Regions from separate parts of the Muntiacus reevesi genome. Here region 1 is linked to region 2. The links are chromatin contacts, called in public Hi-C maps. All regions are on one chromosome and are shown on one strand. Each heading gives the region's core, a stretch centred on a gene start, on an enhancer-like site or on the middle of the called end of the contact. The rest is flanking DNA. Distances are from core to core; before and after follow the strand shown. Region 1 holds the start of ATP6V0C (ATPase H+ transporting V0 subunit c). Region 2 holds the start of TRAF7 (TNF receptor associated factor 7).

Evidence for each region. A called contact is a pair of places that touch in the nucleus more often than the background predicts.
Region 1: a contact with region 2 is called in a Hi-C map of blood, with 5 times the contacts expected there. The contact joins the promoter of ATP6V0C here to the promoter of TRAF7 in region 2. A contact is called at or near these places in 2 of 3 Hi-C or Micro-C datasets (blood and muscle).

The regions. Positions count from the first base shown.
Region 1 is chr2:181,397,310-181,402,637 of mMunRee1.1, forward strand. ATP6V0C (ATPase H+ transporting V0 subunit c) reads left to right here and starts at 2,509. Exons shown (of 3, transcript XM_065924109.1): 1 at 2,509-2,754. The coding sequence starts at 2,676.
Region 2 is chr2:181,088,216-181,093,430 of mMunRee1.1, forward strand. TRAF7 (TNF receptor associated factor 7) reads left to right here and starts at 3,917. Exons shown (of 21, transcript XM_065924068.1): 1 at 3,917-4,076. It overlaps LOC136162240 (small nucleolar RNA SNORD60), which reads right to left and starts at 3,309; the gene lies at 3,227-3,309.

The DNA.
Region 1 (5,328 bases), core at 1,259-3,758, 310 kb after region 2:
AGACACTCCCTGACCTCTCAGGCAGGAAGCAGGCGGTGTAGAAAGCTGCACGGACCACGCTCAACCAGTGGGGCTTGAGTTTCAATTCCGCTCCTCATTAGCTGACTGACACCAGGCAAGGTGCTTCACCTTCCTAGACCTGCTCCTTGTCCACAGGATGAGGGTAACGGTGAAACCTTCCTCAAAGGATCATTAGGAGGATTAGGTAATGCACCCCTCCCCCAATGCTTAGGGGGATGGTGAAGGATTCCCGATGTACCCATCAGGAAGGTCCCCTGAGACAGGGCGGGGAAGACTGGGCAGGTGGCCAGGTGAGAGGCTGTGAGGACACCCAGGGCAGAAGCGCAGGTCCACCTGAGGGGCGGCGGCACTGGGGTGGGGGCACAGCTGAGAGCTGGGAAGCCACAGAACCTCGGGGTCTGGTGAGTAATGAAGAGTGAGGCGACTGCCTGAATGGTTGGTTGTGCCTCTTGCTGGAAATGGAAATAACCCAAGGGGAAGCCGATGGTGACGTGGGGGGAGGTGAGCTCAGTTTGAGGTGTCAGCGGCCCACTGGAGATCCACTGGGACCTCTCACACCAGAACTTGGGCAGAAAACCAGAAGCCAGTGAGCAGAGCCGAGCTGCCCTCTGCACCTGTGGGGGGAATGGTCTCCCTGACCTCCCAGTCTCGGGACTTCAGCCATGGAGGGGTTCGCACGCTCTGCCACCGCCGTGCTTTTGGCTGTACAGTTGTCCGAGGGGGGCTGTCCTGCACCTCCTTTCCTTAGTCTGAATTCTGCCCCAGCATGCAGCCTCCCCCCACCCAGCCGTGTCAGCTCCCTGCTCTGAGCTCCCCAGGCTGTGGACCCTGAGTGCCTGGAGTTATGGGGGCTGAGCCTGGGGCGGGCACTCAGGCACCTGCTTGCCCGGATGGCTTCAGGTGAAGAAATGTATGGCTGATCACCCAGGGCATGGCAGGCGGAGCCCTGGGAACACCCAGAACCTGCAGTGATGCCGAGGCTTCAGCACCTGGGCCCGTCTTTGCTTCTCCTTGTGACTCGAGGAAGGTCATGAGCACAGCAGGGCAGGTGGGGGTGAACTAGAAAGAGTGGAGGGGCGGGGAGACGGGCAGCAGGCCGAGGCAGCAGACAGGCCCCTTCAGAGAACCTGACAAACTGTCAGCTCGGTCACCAGCAACCTGCCAGGGCAGCGGGCTGGGGAGGAGCTGCAGACACTGAGTGAAGATTCCTCTTTCCAGAAGTCAGAGTCAGGTGGTGGAGGGTGGTGGGGAGGGCTCAAGCCGAACAGCGGCGGCCTCCTCTCTTTGCAAACAGGACAGACATGACACTCAAGGGCTGCAAGTTTGCCGCTGGGGGTGGTGCAGACCCAGCCTCATGGTGGAGAAGAGGCTATGAGGGAGGTTCCTGGTGTGGAAGATGGGTCCAGTGGGAAGACCAGGCCACAGGTAGTGACCCCGCTGCCCACATGGAGAAGGCTGATGACTGCTACAGCTCAGGTTGTTCACGAAGAGAGCTTTAATGTCAGGGCAAGGGGTGGAACTCAAGGGAGACCCAGGATCAGATGGCAGTCACCCAGGGCTCCTGAAATGGATCAGATGAAAGGGCAGAAGGAACCAGAGCTGGTGGGTAGAGAAAAGGCAGCCAGTCGGGGTACCAGGATAGCCACACGAGACTATTACAGCAGTCCCAGCCCCAGGTCAGACCGTCTGCTAGGCTCAGAGGGAACCACTTACTGCTGTTCCAGAAATAAGGGCAGCCCTGGATTCGTGGGCTTGCGGTGGGAACAGGCAGGACAAGGGACCCCAGACGCTTCAGCCATCTGGGGAAGACTGCACAGGTCGTGCAGGGTTTCAAACCAACCGTGCCTACAAGCTGAGGGGTAGAGACAACTCCTCCAAAACAGCAGTCTAGGTCCCTGATGCAAAGGAGGGCACAGATGCAGTGTAGGGGCCCTCCTTTTCCTCGGAAGCCACGGGAGAAATCCCGAATTGCTGGGCGGGGGCCGGCGGGCTTGGAAGAGACTGGAGACGGGGTCGACAGGGGACGGGGATGGTTGGGGGCGGCTCTACCGGGGACACGACTCCGGCTCCGCCCTCAGGTCACCCCGGAGGGTGTGAGGACGTTGGGGGTAGACCGCACGCAGTCCTGAGTCCCTGCGTGCTGGACCGTGAGAACCCCGCGGCCGGGCTCCAACACCGAGACCGTAGAACGCGGCAACGCTCGTAACCGAACCCCCGCGGGGCCGCGCAGCCGCAGAGAAGGCGGGGCGTCGAGAGCCCCGCCCCGTATGCTAATCAAGGCGCGCCCCGCCCCGCCCCGGCCCTGCGACCGGACGGGCCCACCGTGGCGGGGTCCCAGGGGCGCCCGCGGCGGCCGGCTCGGGGCGGCGCGCTGGGGTGCAGGCCGGCGGGGCGGGGCGCCCGGAGTCCCAGCCGCGGACCCCCCCGCCCGCGCGGAGTGGTGCGGGCCGCAGGGGCGGGGCCCCGGTCATGTGACGCGGCCGCGGCCGCCATTTTGTCCTGCGGTGCTGGTATTTAGAGCGCAGCGGCTGACGGGCCGGGTCGCCTTCGCATCCGCCGGACAGCTCGCCTCGCGCAGCCCGCTGCTCGCCGCGCCCGGCCCGACCTCGCCCCGGCCTTGGCCTGCTGATCTCGCCCCCTCCCCACCCGCAGACATGTCCGAGGCCAAGAGCGGCCCCGAGTACGCTTCCTTTTTCGCGGTCATGGGCGCCTCAGCCGCCATGGTCTTCAGCGGTGAGCGCCGTGGCAGGAGGGACCCGGGAGACGGGGGACGCGCGGGGCTCGTGCCTGTTGCTCCCCGGGGTTCGGCGTGTGACGTCATTGTGACGTAATTTCGAGCTGTTGGGGGGGGGTCCCGGGTCTCACGTGACTGCGGGGGGGTGGGGTGTCGGGATCCTGAGGGCTGCAGGGGCCGTCGGGTGTCTGGAGAGCGGGGCCTGCGGACTGGGCCCAGGTGTGGGTCCCAGGGTGTCCCGGACGGCCACCTGCCAGCTGGTCTCGTCGGTGCGGGGGAGGGGCGGCGGCGCCGCTGCCATCTTAGTCCCCGGAGAGGCGGGAGCAGACTGGGGTGGGGGCCCGTGGTCCTGCGCTTGCTCGGCACCCGCCCCCCCGCCCATCTTGCTGGCAGGTGTGACATCACGCCTCGGAAAGCTGCCCCCACAAGGGGCCGGCGCTTGGGTGCTCCCCGCGGAGGTCCACAACCCTCGCCCTTGTGGCGGCCTGCCCCCCGCCTCCATGGGGCAGCGGGGGTGGGGGGCGTTCAGGTGGGTCTGCACTTAAGCATGTGCTTCCGGTTAGGGCTTGTCAGTGTTTCCCAACACTAGGCTGTGTGGGTTGGTAGGAAAAGCTGGGTTGAGAGGTTGGTCTTGAGAGCAGGGCAGGAACCCAGAGGTGGGAGTGGAGCGGAGGGGTGGAGGTGGGTCAGACAGGCCGAGGGCGCAGGGTGGGTGTCCGGGGAACAGGTCAGCCTCCGCACTGTGTGTGGACGCTTGTCTGGATGGGCGAGTTAGCGTGGAGCCTCATCGTTGAGGGGGTTGAGCTTTTTTCCTTGGGAGGAGTCTTCATTTCAGGCCTGAATGAATGAATGACCTTTCTCCCCTTCCCTGAGGCCTGGAATTGGGAGGGGCTGCCCCAGGAATGGAGAAGGGGGCCTTCCAGGGTTCTAAGTGGCCCTCTAGTTTTGAAGTGGGGTCTCAATAGTCCTGGGTGTAAGATTCAGTGAAAATTGGTCTTTCTGGGAGAAGAGCACTTGGGGCCAGCTGGGGATGTGGGATCCAGGGAAGTGAGTCCTGACCACCCTACAGCCCCACCAACTTGTTTGGCCTGGTCTAGTCCAGGCTTCCTTGGGTTCGTCTGGTTTGGGGCTTTGATGACTCGCTCTGCCCCACCCTATCTGGGACTGGAGAGGCTCCCTGTCCAGGTATGTGCAGGGATTGAACTCCAAACAGTCTCTGCTGACTGTAAACACCAGTGGGGTGGGGGTGTGGGGACCTCCCTCTGCCCGGGCCTGCCTACCGCAGGTCACAAGCCGCTGAGTGGGCACTGCCCTTCCCATCAGGTCGAGTTAGGGGTCATTTGTGGTGGGAGAGATGCCTGTACTTCCCCTTCCACCCTGGGTGCCGCCCACTATTTCCTCACCTTCCAGAGCCGCCTGTGCCTGCTCCTTGCGGGAGACAGCTGTACCTCCTTTTCCTCCAGTCTCTTGCTGTTTGCTTCCAGAATACCTCCAGGGCCGGTGCCTGGCCACTTGTGGGTTGTGTCTGTCATTGGCCATTCAGCCAATCTCAGTTGAACTCCTGGGTGCCAGACACTGGGGGACATCAGTGAGCAAGACAAGAACATTGCCCGCATGGAATGTGAATTCTGGCTTTGTTTCCCCCCAAGCCTTTTTATGTATCCAGCTCCTGGCCTCCTTCCGGGCACCAGGTGCCTCGCTTCCCCCTCTTTCTAGAACTTACTTGTTGCCTTTGAGCGGAGCCCTCACCAGTAGGCCTTTGAAAGTTCCTGAGAATAGGGTAGCAGTGATCCAGGCTCTTGGGGGTGGGGGCCACCTGCTCTGCTTGGCTTGTACACAGCTCCACCCTTCTCCCCGCCCCATAGGCGGCTTACTGTGGCCATGCAGTCGCCAACTCTTTACACTTGTCCAACTGGGTCAAACTCTGGTTTCATTTCTCTCTTGAGCCCATTTCTTCAGGACTTGTCTTCATCCACCTCCTTGTGCCTGCCTGCAGTTTCCAGGCTTCAGGTGTTGCCAGGATGACAGCAGTCTGTGTCTGCTACCCTTGGCTCAGATGCTCCTGGCCTGCCTGGATTGGATGAGGTCCACGCCGGATCCCCGTCTCCCATTCCAGCTTCCCCTTTTTTTCTTACTTTGTGACCCAAGTCTTGTAGATTGTTTCTTCGTCCTGTTCCTGCAGGCCCGTCAGCGGCTTCGTCCCTACTCGTGGGCCTGCAGAACCATCTCCTTATTTCTGTCTGTCTTGCACCATCTGGAACCGCTTCCGGCCTGGCCTGTGGAGCTGGTGTCAAGGCCTGCCTGGGCCAGGCTGCTTCTCCTTCTGACAGTCTTCCTGTTCCTTCCCCTCATTCCTCTGGTTGCTCCCCACCCCCAGCCACATTATCTCTGTGCTGCCCTCTGTGGGGACAGGCCCAGCTCACTAGCTGACTCCCCAACTGCAGCCTTGCTGGGCCCACTGCCTGGGATGCTGGCTTCCCTGTAAGGTCTCACCCGGCGCCATGCAGCAGCCTGTGCCCGTGCCCTTGCCCTTGAGCAATGAGCCCCGGCACTGGCCTGCTGTGGTGCTGCGC
Region 2 (5,215 bases), core at 2,667-5,166:
CAAATACTACCCTAATGGCAGAAAATGAAAAGGAACTAAAGAGCCACTTGGGGGTGAGAGTGAAAAGGCTGACTTAGAACTCATTACAGAGAAGGAAATGGCAACCCACTCCAGTCTTCTTGCCGGGGAAATCTCATGGACAGAGGAGCCTGGTGAGCTACAGTTAATGGGTTCCCGAAGAGTTGGACAGGACTTACTGAATGAACGATATTCCATAGCATATATGTACATCTGTAGATGGACATTTAGGTTGCTTCCATGTCTTGTTACAGAAACCACGGCAAGGGAAAGAGACAAATGACACTTTGAGATGAAGAACAGCACAGTTTATTTAGCACCTGTTCAGACTCTGCAGTTGCCTCCAGAGGGTGAGTGCACAGGCTTTGTTCTGACCATCTTATATGGCATGGAGCTCTGGGTCGTAGTGACTTTCCCACCTAAGCAGTTTGGCTGACCCAATAAAATAGGCTGGTTCACAGAAGCAGAGGTGGTGAGCAATAAGCAGACCAGTTTACCGAAGTGGTGAGCATAGCAATAAACTTAAGCAACCATTTTTTTTTCTCTCTTCATTATGAAAAGACATTATAACAGAATGCATGTTATCTTTTTGAATTGTTTTGTCTGGGTATGTGCCCAAGAGTTGGACTGCTGGATCATATGACAACTCAAAAAAGGGAATGGCTACCCACTTCAGTATTCTGGCCTGGAGAATTCCATGAACTGTATAGTTGCAACATGGGGTTGCAAAAAGTCACAAAGACTGAGTGGCTTTCACTTTCCAAAGGTTAAGGTTGTTAGCCTCCTCCAGTAATCAAACTGACAGCAGCTACTGCCAGGCCAACCTGAAGCCACTGAATCCAGTTGCTTGGAAAAATAGCCTATTGGCTGAGGAACGTCTCCCAGCATCTGTATTAGGACCCTACCCTCCAGAGTAGTCCCTTCCTTTCCAGTCAGATGCACTCAAACCTAATGTAGCTCTTCTCTCTTAGAACAGCTGTCTATTTCCAGGCGTTATAATATATTCCATGTATTGAACTTGTTGCTATGAAATTTGTGCCTTTTTCTGGAAGAACCGGTAACCCCAGGCTTGGAGGAAATTAAGAACTTCAACGTCATGCTCATCTGAGCCTCCATATCAACATATATCTACAGACTGTAGAACAGTCCCTTTTAGCATATTTCTTTAATTCCTTTCTTAGGGTTTGGGCAAACAACTGTTGACGTCCCAACACCCCTGTGGTGGGTACTTGTCCACCAAGTGCATTGTTGCATCTGGTCCAGGTTGGGGTTAGTCTGCTCAAAGGCAATCTGATACTGTGAGGGGTCAACTGGGATTTAAGGTCAGAGAGTGAATCACACAGCATCTTCAGGGAGTTTTATAAGGATTGGCCACAAGGGGGTGTACAGGGACCAGTGCATCTTCCTGCTGAGGTCTCGCACCATCCTGTATCCCTCATTTGACTAACTGACAGAATGGGACTCTTGGATTCAGACAGAGCACCAAGAGCCTATGTTTTAAGAATGCATCTATTTAGGGTTGTAACCTTTTCCATCTAATCTTATGGCAGCTTCTGGCTCAAGGTGAGTTTCTGCCCGTTGGGCGTTTATGGCCTTTCAGGGACCTGTTTCAAACTGTAGTGTTCACGGCTTGCAGACTCTGGTTGGGAACAGGCCCTCGCTCTTCCTGTTGATCAGCCTTAGCCAGGGTCAAGGTTAGAGGCTGCTTAAGGCCTCCTAACTGCCATGTGGCCCTGAGGGAGCCCAGGTCTCTCCTTGATAGTGGGGTAGGACACTCAACTCAAAAGGCATGTGAGAGCTCAGTCAAGTAAAGGGGGCAAGGATTTCCATCAGCTAGTCACCAGGAAGGAGGCCCAGCATGAGAAATCTGGACAAAGTGGCTCCTGTATTAAAAACGTACCTGCCATCAGGGGCTCCTCGATGGATACAGACATCTTGTGGCAGGGGAGCAACCTGAATCCCTGGGCTTCCAGCATGGCCATCCCAGGAGAAGGGGCCCCTCCTTAGCGACCAAGGGCAGTCCCATCCCCAGTGACTGGCCTGTGTGTAGACTGGGCATGGCCCGGGGCCTCCTGGTACTCACTGGCCAATGGTTAGTTGGCTAACGCCTAAACTCTCCTTGTTGGTCTCACCTCCAGACTGATGGCTGACCTCTCCTGCCCACTTTGGGTTGCCCTGAGGTTATGAAGCATTGCCGAGAGCAAAGGCCATCTATTTAGTTTGAGCCTTGGCCTGGCTTTTTCATGGTGAGTCCTTTCCTTCTCCTCCATCACTAAATACTTCAAAGGCCACCTCTAGGAGCTATGGCATTTGTGTTTGTGGACCTAACTGTAACTGAGTTTTTGCCGAGTTTCAGGGGGACTGACCCTAGGGAGCAGAGAGGTCAGCCTGTTAGAAGGAATGAGAAAGTATATTTTAAAGCCAGTTAACACTGAAAAAGATCAAGGAAGTGACCTAAGAGGAAGAAAACCCTGTTCTCTTTCAGGGACAGCCTCTTAAGGGTTTTTAGAAAACTTTGAGTATCAAACTTGATACATGGCAGTTGGCTGAACTGACCTTAAGGTCTCTCTTATTTTCCTATACTTGAGTGTGTCCCCAGGGGACTGGGCTGCATGGAACTGACCAGGTAATAGGGTGCTTGCAGGTGGGAATATACTGCACAGGCTGGAAGTGAAGGGGGTCCCAGAAAGAATGAAAATAACTTAGAGGAACTGAAATTGGGAGTAACAGAAGGTGGCACGAAGGCAGAGGGTGAGGTGGGAGCGACAGGAGGGTCCCAAGTCATTCACCCTGCGTTCCTGATAATGCCTAAAGGGAAGTATGAATTCTACCGGACATAGCATTGAGTTTGACCAAGGCAGTTTGCCTTGAGTGAGGTTCAAGAAATTATCTTCCCCAAAGGCACGAAACACCAGCCTTCCTCCTAAGAGGGAAGCCTTAGAAAAAAAACGAGGCAGAAAGCGGGAAGAGAGGGAGAAGCCAGACATTCCCCAGTCACAGGTGGAAAAGGCCCTGGATTTACCTGGAATCCAAGGATCCCCATCAGGGCACCAGGGCCCCTTAGAAAGACGCTGACCTCAAGGTCTCCAGCTGGGTCACCAACGGTCCTGAAAGTCAGAAAGAGCCCAATTGTAGACAGATGCTCTATCCTGCCATTTCTGGCAAGACGTGTTTTCACCCCCAGGCCCTTCCACGGTGGGGGCACCTAAAGCCTCAGTCTTGCAATATAATCAGACTGCACGTGCAGTTTTCATACGAGGTGTCAGAAATTAAAGCAATTCATCACAGGCTCGGAACTGAATTTGGGAAGCCAGCCCCAGCCCAGCCTTACCTCTGGGAAGCAGAAACAATTCGGACTTCCGACGCAACTGGGGCGAGCTGGAGGCAGAGGAGCGTAGAGAGCTAAAGATCAACGTGGGAGCTCGGGCTGAGAGAGGAGCCCGGGGGCCAGGTTGGCCGAGTTTGGACCACCTTCCCGGGCCCCGCCGGGCCAGGGTCCCTCCTCCAACGTGCATCATTCGCACCTAGACAAACACCTTCCACCGCGTGCTAGATCCTGAAAGACCGCAGGTCTGCCGGACTCAAGTACTTATAGAAACTGTTCCAGCTCTGCGATTGGGCAATCCCGGAAGAAGTATCCGCCCCCGTCAATGCTGATACGCTCTTCCTTCCACTCTTCCTGTCTTCACCAACCGAGCCCTGGCATCGCTTTCGGGAGCGGATCAGCACCCTTAAGCCCCACCCCTTTGCAGAGGCCATTGAACCTAGCTGTGACTGACGGATATACCCAGCCAATCAGAGCCCGAACTGCAACATAGAGTGATCCCGAAGCCACCAATCCATCCCTGCGACGCCGGAGCCACCGGAAGTCGTAGTTCCTGAAGAGCCGAGGGGAAGGCAGCCGCCTGGGGCCGCGAGAGCCGGGGAACTACAGTTTCCGGCGGGCACCGCGCCGGCGCGCTTCCGGCACGAGTGGCCCGTCCCTTCCCCGGCCCGCGGCCGAGGGGGCACGATGAAGCGAAAGGGTGGTGCTCCCGTTCTCGAGCGGCCACGGGCGGGTGAGTGTTCGCGCGGCGTGCCGGGGCCGGGGCTCGCGCCTTCGGTCCGCGCGGTGGAGCAAGAGGCCGGGTGTTTGGGGCCCCGGGAAGGGTTCGGGCCTGGGGGGCGGGGCTCAGGCGCGCCGGCTTTTCCCTCGTCCGTGCGTTTGTCTGTCAGCTGGGCCGTCGCTCGCTCCTCTCCTCCGTTCTCTTCTTTATTCGCTCTTTCTTCCTCCGTTTACGGTTCGCCTCCGGGTGCCCACCACTGTCACAGGCGCGGGGAGACTGCGGAGAGCGAGACCCCAGTTCTCCTGTGCTCTTCTCGAGGAGGGTTTCTCAGCCTCGCCCCTCTTGGCACTTCGTGCCCATCGTCACTGCCCGCTGTGCCTTGTAGTGTGTTGATCACTATCCCTGGGCTCCACCCACCAGATACCAGTAGCCTCCCTCGCCCCCGGTGTGACAACCAAAAATGTCTCCAGCCATTTCCAAGCGTCCCCCCTCTTCAGAACCGGTGATGGGGGGGGGAATCCCCCCACAATACACAGACACAGTCATGATGATCTGTGACAGGTGCTATGAAAAACAAAGAAGCAGGGCATTGAGAAAGAGACAGTACTGGGGGCTCCTGAAGGGCTTGAGGAGGGGCATCTCCTGCAAGCAGCCTGTCCTGGGGGGAAGTTGCTGGAAAAGCATATTGGGCAGAGGAAGAAGGACTGCAAAGGCCCAGGATGAGAAAGCTCAGAGGACGCCAGCGGGTTCTGGCGATGGGGTGAGAGGTGAAGTGATAAGGCCAGGCCAGAGTGCAGGATGGAGGCTGCGTGGTGCTCACAAGGGAGGCTGTTGGGGAGTTTGAGCATAGGAGAGCCAGCGTCAGGTCTGTGTAGCCAAGTGCCTTTGTTTGTGTGCGGAGGATGGACTGCTGGCTTCACTGGGGAAGGAGAGCGTGAGGAGGCTGGATTGTGTGTGGGGGGCAGGAGTGGGTTCCTCTTCTAATCTTCACTTGGGTCTGGCTGCCTGGGCCAGGTTGTCTTGAGCCAGGTCAGGATGGTCAGCTGGGGCTGAGTCTGGGGTCCTGCTGGATCGTACCCTGCTCTTGCAGCGGGGAGGGTTTCCACCCTGCTGTGCTATGTCTTTGCTTAGAGCTTTGTGCTGCTCATCAG